2 separate regions of the Canis lupus genome follow, and region 1 is linked to region 2. Evidence: chromatin contacts called from public Hi-C data. All regions are on one chromosome and are shown on one strand. Each heading gives the region's core, a stretch centred on a gene start, on an enhancer-like site or on the middle of the called end of the contact. The rest is flanking DNA. Distances are from core to core; before and after follow the strand shown.

Region 1 (3,876 bases), core at 883-3,382, 450 kb after region 2:
GCGCACAGAGTGGCTCAGCGTCAGGCCAACTGGGACCCCATCACCGGGTTGCCTCGTACTTTGTTTTCTTAAACAAAATGCACCTCCCACCGGAACTTACACGGGCTCGCCACCGGCCGAATCGCAAAGTAATCGGAGAAAAAATTAAAATAATCACTGGGCAAAGAGAACACAGATTTCATTTCCGCAGCAGGCCGCTGCAGCGCGTTAACAGCCGGCGCCGCGCAGGAGCAGGTCCGGGGAGCCACGACTTTGTTGTTCCTCACGGGTACGAGGTAGCCAGCGCCCGAACAGGGGCCGTTCCCGGGCCGGCTCCACGCTGACTTCACGCTTTGACGCGAGGGTTCGCCGACTTCCCCGTGAGGAGCGCGGCCTCCGGGAGAGGCGAGCGAGGCCAGGGTCCCCAAGGACGCCCGACGCCGAGCGCGGGTGCGTCCCGCAGAACCCGCACCGCAGAGCACGCTCCTCGGCTCAGGGAGGACCCTCCCCGGGGCGGCCCGGAGCCCGGCGCAGGCCGCTCACTCCCCTGAGGAAGCCCTCCGCGGGCGGGGGCGGGGGCGGGGCGGGGCGCGGGCGCGGGCCGGCCCGGCTCTCCGGGGCTCCCCCGCCCGAGGCCCGAGGCCCGAGGCCCAGCCGCCTGCCGCCGCCGCCGCCGCCGCCCAGGCCGAGGCCGAGGCCCAGCCGCGGGGACGTCCGGGTTCGCCTCCGCGCCCCCGCGCCGCGCCCCGCCCCAGCCCCGGAGCCCGCCGCCCCGAGCGCCGCCGCGCGCTCCCGGCCTCTGCCCCTCGGGACCGGCGGCCGGCCTCTGACTCCGCGTCTCATTGTGCCGCTTCGCCCCGCTCCGCCGACGCCTCGCCGCGGGCCGTCTCCTCGGGGGGCCGCCGGGAGGGGCCCGGGCGCTGCGGCCCGACAGCCCCCGCTCCCCGTCCCCGGGACCCCGCGCCGGAGGGCGGCTCGCCGCCTCACTCACCATGAGGCCTCCACGCTCGGCTCCCGTCCCCGGCCTCATCGTCGGGCTCAGACTGCTCCGCCGGCGGCCACTGCCGCTGCACATACCAACAAGCAGCGATCTGAGTGGCTGGCGCCCGCCGGGGCCAAAGGTTAAAGGCTGCCCTGCGCTGCGGGGCGGGACCAGCGGGGCCAACAGGCTGACGGGCTTCCCCGCTGTCCAATCAGAGTGCGCCTCCGACACGCAGCTCTGCGGCGATTGGCCCCCAGCCTCAGCCTCGCTCGGCGTCGCCTGCATGGAGGGGGGAGGGGGACGGAGGAAGTTTCTGCGCCTCCGCCGGGAAAACTCCACCAACTTTCCCCGGGGGAGGGAGCTCAGACCGCCTCACCCCGCAGGGGGCGGGGCAGTGCGCCTGCCACCTTCACCCCCTCCGCCCGAGTTCCGTACGCCCTACCAACCTGAGGCTGCCCGGGAGGGGGGGTACCCGGCTCGTAGCGGTAGCGGGGCCGGGGCGGGGCGCGCGCTGCCCGCGGAGGAGGAGGGGCGGGGAGGAGGCGAGGGTTCGAGCTCCGTACGCACCAGCTGGAGAGCCCGCGCCGGGGCGGAGGGGGCGGGGCGGAGGCGTGTCGGACGGCGGGGAGGCAAGTTGTGATAGGGGCGGGGAGAACAATGAGAAGGAGAGCGGGGGGCGGGGAGCGAGGGGCGGCGAGCCGCCGGGAGGGAGGGGGGCCCGGGAGGCGCGGGGCGTGCGGCGGAGGAAGGGGGCCGTAGCCCGGCGGGCGCTAGGACCGGGCGCGGCAGGACGCGGCCTCGGGGCGGCGGGGCGCGCGCGCCTGGAGGTGACGCGGCGGGGGCGGGGGTCTCCGGCCGGGACGACGCCCCGCGGGGGGCGGGGACCTGGCTCCCTTCGGGCCCTGCTTGGCGCTCTCCGGGCGCTCGTCCGCTTGCCGTCCTGCCCCCCGAGCTGGGGTCGCGCCCGGGCCCGCGGGCGCCCCGCCTCGCCTCAGGCCGCGCAGCGCCTTCCGCGCCCGGACGCGCACCCCGGTGCACCCCCGCGCCGCCTCGCCGGTGGTGGGCGCGGGGGCGGGGGCCGGCCGCTGATTGGCTGCTGCGGGCGCGGGGCGGGGCCGGGGGCGGGGCCGGGGGGGTCTCGCCCTCCGCGGGCGCGGCGGCCTTTCCCGCCATGTCGTTCGTGGAGACCGGGAGGCGCCCGCCTGCGCTGCGCCGACGTCCCGGCACCCCGGCCGCGTCCGCCCGGCCGGCCTTCGCCTTCCCCGCGGGGGGCGGGTGGGGGGACGCGGAGGGGGACGAGGAGGACGGGTGCGACCCGGTGGCCCGCGATCTGCGGGCGGAGTTCTCGGCCGGGGCGTCGTCGGAGCCCGCGGAGCGCCCGCTGCTCCGCGGGGGCGGGGGCGGGGACGGCTCGCCGGTCCTGCCCGAGAAGCGCAACGGCGTGTTGGCGGCGGGCGGCCAGGGTGCGGCGCGGCGCCGGCCGGTGCGGGTGCTGTCGATCCTGTGCTCGCTGCTGTTCGCGGTCCTCGTCGCCTTCCTCCTCGCCATCGCCTACCTGGTGGTGAAAGGTACTGACGCGCGCCCCCCGCCCCCCGCCCGGCCTCGCCCACCCGTCCCTTGCGGTGTGTTTCCCGAACGGGCAGGGCCGCGCCCGAGGTGGGAGGCCCGAGGTGGGCCGACGCCGCGGTGGGACAGGCTGGCCGGCGGCGCCGTGGAGGCGGTGGCTCTGAGGCGATGGTGCTGAGGCGGCGGCGCTGAGGCGGCGGCTGTGGGGCGGCGCCGGTGCCGCGCGCGCTCGGACGGCCGGGCCGCCGCCCCACAGCCCCGGGCTCTGCTCTTACGGATGGAGTCCGTGGCTCTCGGCCGACGTGCGCTGGTGTCGGGGTCAGACCCCTCTGGTCTCCCCGGTCGTTAGTTGTGTTTCGTCGAGTGAGGTTAGACAGCCGCCGGGTGGAACAGAGGACGTGCGCGCGGTGTGCGATCCGGCGGGAAGGCTCGGCCGCGGCGGTCGGAGATCCGCGCGCAGTGTCCGCCCCGCGCTCCCAGGCCCCCGCGGGCCGGCGGGCGGCTCCCGGGAACCCCTGAGCGAGGACGCGGGGCGCGAGCCGCGGTGCAGACGTGGGCGCCGGGCTCCTTGCCGGTGCAGGTGGTCCCTGAGCGCGGAGCGGCCCCTTTTCCTCGGGTCACGACCCTTGCGACCTGGGCTTGGGTCCCTTGAGGACGGAGGAAGGGGCCCTAGTAGGCCGCGCGACAGCATCGCAGAAGGCGCGCGCAGGCACCTGGCCGCGCAGGAGCGCCGCCACCTCGAGGTTGAGTAGCCCCGCGGCGGGTGCCGAGAGGAGACCCACAGCCTCCGGGTATTTTCACAGCGACTCCAAGAAGCCCGCTTACTGGGCGATGCGCCCCGACGGACTGGATTTCCCTCGGAAGGCCGCACACCTAGTAGTGGATTCGCGCGTGGACCCTTTTGTTTCCGACTTCAGAGCACTTTCCACAGCTCCACAATATTTTTCCAGGTTTTGAGCTTCTATTTAAATTGTAAAATCGTTTATACTCAAGCCCCCTTTTTTTTGTATTTACAGAGTTACATGCTGAGAATTTAAAGACTGAAGACGACACAGACACCGGGCTACTAGGTATAAACTTAACTCTCATTTGATTTGCTTTGGAGTTCATTTTTATTTTTCCAAGTCATAAACTTAAACTATACAAATTTTTGGATAAAAAAATTAATATTCCCTTGTGCAATTCATGCAGTCTTAAATTTTTTAATTGCATTTGTGTGTGGTAAATTTTATTGGATTTTTTTAATTTGTGTATTTGGTGTGTTTGTGTATACACCACACACAGTAGGAATGCAATTTGAACACCGCTGTGTGTGTGACAAAGACCCAGAGACTAACATTTTCTACTTA
Region 2 (3,771 bases), core at 911-3,410:
ACTTATTCATGAGAGGACAGAGAGAGAGAGAGAGAGGCAGGGACACAGGCAGAGGGAGAAGCAGGCTCCATGTGGGGAGCCCGACGTGGGACTCGATCCTGAGACCCAGGGGTCATGCGCCCTGGGCCGAAGGTGGCGCTAAGCCGCTGAGCCACCCAGGGATCCCCCAAAGTCTCCTTTCAAGATAAAAGTGCCCACTTCAGTCCACTGTGTCATTTACGGAGGTAGAATTGGAGCTCAGCTTTGTGGGACATAAACTGTTAGGAAGGCAATACCAAGGTCGTTGAAAAAAAGAGAAAGGCTATCTATCAGTAAATTGAAAACGGCACAAAGGCAGAAAGTGAACAAAATAAATAAATAAATAAAAGGTTACCTGGCTTGAGTGGGGGAGAAAAATGATGTGCAAGAACTAGAGTTGGGGAGAGAACAAGTCCTGACTTGGGAGGCAACGCGGTAAGACTGGAAAAATTGGTGTAGAACATAAGGAAGTGCCACCTTCCCTTTAACAATATCGCTCCATCTTCCTGCTGTGGCTCCTCCCTCGGAGGGACGCCCTCCTCTTGGACACCTCTGGGCACGGCTGCCCCGCAAGAACCCGGCAGGCCACTCTCACACCTGGAGGTACAGGACGGCGGGACGTGTGTGGATATATTTTCCTTTTTTTTTTTTTTTTGACCGAGCGCTTGAAAGGAATTTTATCCAGCACAACAAAAATCCAGATTTGAAGAAATCAAATGCAATATTTGGACAGCCCGGGTGGCCCAGCGGTTGAGCGCCCTGCCTTCAGCCCAGGGTGTGATCCTGGAGCCCGGGGATGGAGCCTGCTTCTCCCTCTGCCTCTCTGTCTCTCTGAATAAATAAATAAAATCTTTAAAAAGACGTATGTATATATATTTAAGGAGCTCTGACGCCGCCACGGCTAGCGCACCCTCCGGGGTTTGCAGGATCGGACTCCCAGCAGAGAAACGCACCTGCCGGGGTCCCCCGCCCCTCACGGGCCAGCACCAGGTGCGACGCGTCTGCGGACACGGGCCCAGCACCGCGTTTCCCCGGGGCCGAGGCGGGGGCCTCTTCCCCGCGCGGTGACGTCAGGCAGCAGCGCTCGGCCGCCAGCGAGACTGCGGGAGCGCAACGTGGCCTCAGCCCCATCCCCCTTAGTCGCGGGGTGACCTCCTCATACACACGGCGGGACGCGGCTCCTCCGTGTGGGCAGCCCGGCTAGGGGCGGCCGGGGGCTCGGGGGCGCGCGTGTGCCCGCGGCCCAGGGCGTGACCCCGGGGTCCTGGGATCGAGTCCCTGCGTCGGGGCCCCGCGCGGAGCCTGCTGCTCCCTCCGCCTGCGTCTCTGCGTCTCTGTGTCTCCACTGAGGAAAGAGCGAGAGGAGGACGTCACCTTGCAGAGGAAGCCTGCGCCGGGACCCCCGTGGGCCCTCCGGGGAGGACGGGATGTGCACGGCCTGCGGCTCCGGGCCCGCCGCCCTGCGCCCCGCGCCCCGCCCCGCGCCCCACGCCCCGCCTCCTGCGGGGCCCGAGACCGCGGACCCCGGGGTCAGCTCGACAGCTGCGCCGGGACCATCCGAGGCTCGCGCACTGAACGACGAGGCCGACACAAGAATGACACGACGCGCCCCCCCCCCCAAAAAAAAAGAGAAAAAAAAAAAAAGCAGCCGGGAATGGTGCTAAGCACGCGAGTGAGTCCCAAAGGGCAATGAACGGGCCACGACCGCAGGCGAGCGCACTCCCGGGTCCCGGCGCCCCGAGTGACAACCGCTCCCGCCACTTGATCCTCCCGCGGGGCTGTTTACAGAGGAAAAGCGGATTCAAGTCCCGAGAGCCCGACGGTCCGCGGCTCCCTCCACGGGGCGGACGAGGCGCTCGCAGCCCCCCCCCCCCCCCCCCGTCGTCGTCGTCGTCGAAAGGTTTTAGTGACTTATCCCGGGCCCAGGCCGGGACCCAGGCCGAGGGAGCGGCGGGGCCCGCGGGCGCCGGGTCACGGCCTGGGCCGCCGCCCGCCCTCCGGCAGCCGCGCCCGCCACCTACCCACGTCCTGCTCGAAGGGGTTGGCCGCGAACAGGGGCATCCTGCCGCCGCCCGGGCGCGGCCCCGACCCGACCCCGAGCCTCCGCGGTCCGGCCGAGGCGCGGCGCCTGCTCCGGGCGGGGTGGCCGCGGCCGCCGCTTCCTAGACGGCTCGGCTCGGCTCCGGCTCCGGCTCCGCCCCCGCCGCGCACTTCCGCCGCGCACTTCCGCCCCGCAGCGGCCCGGCGCCCGCCTGACGGGCCAGCCCCGGGCCTGCGCTCCGGCCCGCGCCCCCTCGCGGGAGCAGCGCCCGCCGGCCCGCGGACCCTCCGAGCGCCCCCGGCGCCCCCGCCTCCCGGGAAGAGGCGGCGGCCCCTCCCCGGGCTCCGCCAGGGCGCGCAGGCGGCCGCCGCGGCCACCTCCCCATCGCTAGGACCCCGGCCGGCCTCGGAGCAGGGGGCCTTCGGGGGCCGGACGAGGTCGCGCGAGACTTGGGCGCTCGCAGAGCCCCGGAGGCGCCGGCCGCGCGGGGCCGCCCCGGCTCTCCCGCCCTTCGCGCTGTCCCGCCGCGCGCCGCCGCCCCCAGGTTGCGGACCGTCGGGCCGCTGCTCCCGCGCAGACCGGGTCCCCGGGTCAGGCGGACGACGTGCAGGTGCGCTTTCCCGGCCACGCCCCCGCGCCGGCCACGCCCCCGCGTGCTGTTACGTAGTTACGTAGCTTCCGTGGTTCTTACGTTCCCCGGCGCCGCCTCCTCGGGGCGCGGCCTCGGCGCCCGGGTTCGGCCGCTGCTGCGTCCTCGGCATCCGGAGCAGCCGAGCGGCCCGCGGAGCGCGGTGCGCCCGGCTCTGCTGGAACTCGGGGTCTCCCGGTCGTCCCTTGATGTCAAAGGGTTATTTGCGACAGCTTAGCCGCGGGTCAGACAAAGCCGGTTTACAGCCTCGGGTGTAGACGGGCCCGGGGGGCGGGGCGCCTGCCGTGCCCAGGGCGTGACCCCGGGATCCAGCCCGCGCCGGGCCCCCGCGGGGCCTGCCCCTCCCTCGGCCCGGGTGTCAGGAACAACTAAATACAGTGTGTTTCGTTAAGGGCTCCCGGGAGCGGGCACCCGGTGTCCGGACACGGCCCACGCGGAGTCGCCTTGTGTCGGGCCGGCGGAAGGCCTGGGAAGGGCCCCGAGGGGCCGGGATGCTCCGGGGCGTCGGCCGCACCCGCAGGTGAGCGACGGACCTCGACGGCCTCACCTGCTGCGGGTCCGCTCGGGACGGCCCGTCCGCGTCCCCGTCCGCGTCCCCGTCCCGGTCCCCGTCCGCGTCCCCGTCCCGGTCCCCGTCCGCGTCTGCCGCTGCCCGCGGTGCGCGCACACCCTCCCCAAGGTAAATCTGGGACAGCTTAGCGCCGGCATCCAAGGCCCTAAATACTCGTTTAGCGGTGTTGAGCGTCACAGTGACGTAGTAGTGATCTGACGTCACCGTGCCCGAGGCGCGGGAGGGAGCGGCCCGACGGGCGTCGAGGTCCTTGCAGCGCTGAGCCGCTGCAGGAGCCCGACTAGGGGCCAACCGGCCTTCGGAACGGGAAGCACTCACGATTGATTGATTGATTGATTGATCGATCGATTTAATTTGATTTATTTATTCATGAGAGAGACAGAAAGAGAAGCAAAGACCCAGGCAGAGGGAGAAGCAGGCTCCATGCAGGGAGCCCGACGCGGGACTCGATCCTGGGACCCCGGCGTCACGCCCTGGGCCGAAGGCAGACGC

What was found. A called contact is a pair of places that touch in the nucleus more often than the background predicts.
Region 1: a contact with region 2 is called in a Hi-C map of blood, with 2.9 times the contacts expected there. The contact joins the promoter of LOC119864508 here to the promoter of LOC119864504 in region 2. A contact is called at or near these places in 2 of 9 Hi-C or Micro-C datasets (both in blood).

The regions. Positions count from the first base shown.
Region 1 is chr19:55,471,611-55,475,486 of UU_Cfam_GSD_1.0, forward strand. LOC119864508 (ADP-ribosylation factor-like protein 6-interacting protein 6) reads left to right here and starts at 2,133. Exons shown (of 4, transcript XM_038565221.1): 1 at 2,133-2,529; 2 at 3,544-3,597. The coding sequence starts at 2,133. It overlaps LOC119864507 (pre-mRNA-processing factor 40 homolog A), which reads right to left and starts at 1,360. Exons shown (of 26, transcript XM_038565217.1): 1 at 971-1,360. The coding sequence starts at 1,246.
Region 2 is chr19:55,017,184-55,020,954 of UU_Cfam_GSD_1.0, forward strand. LOC119864504 (signal transducing adapter molecule 2) reads right to left here and starts at 2,161. Exons shown (of 15, transcript XM_038565209.1): 1 at 2,040-2,161. The coding sequence starts at 2,079.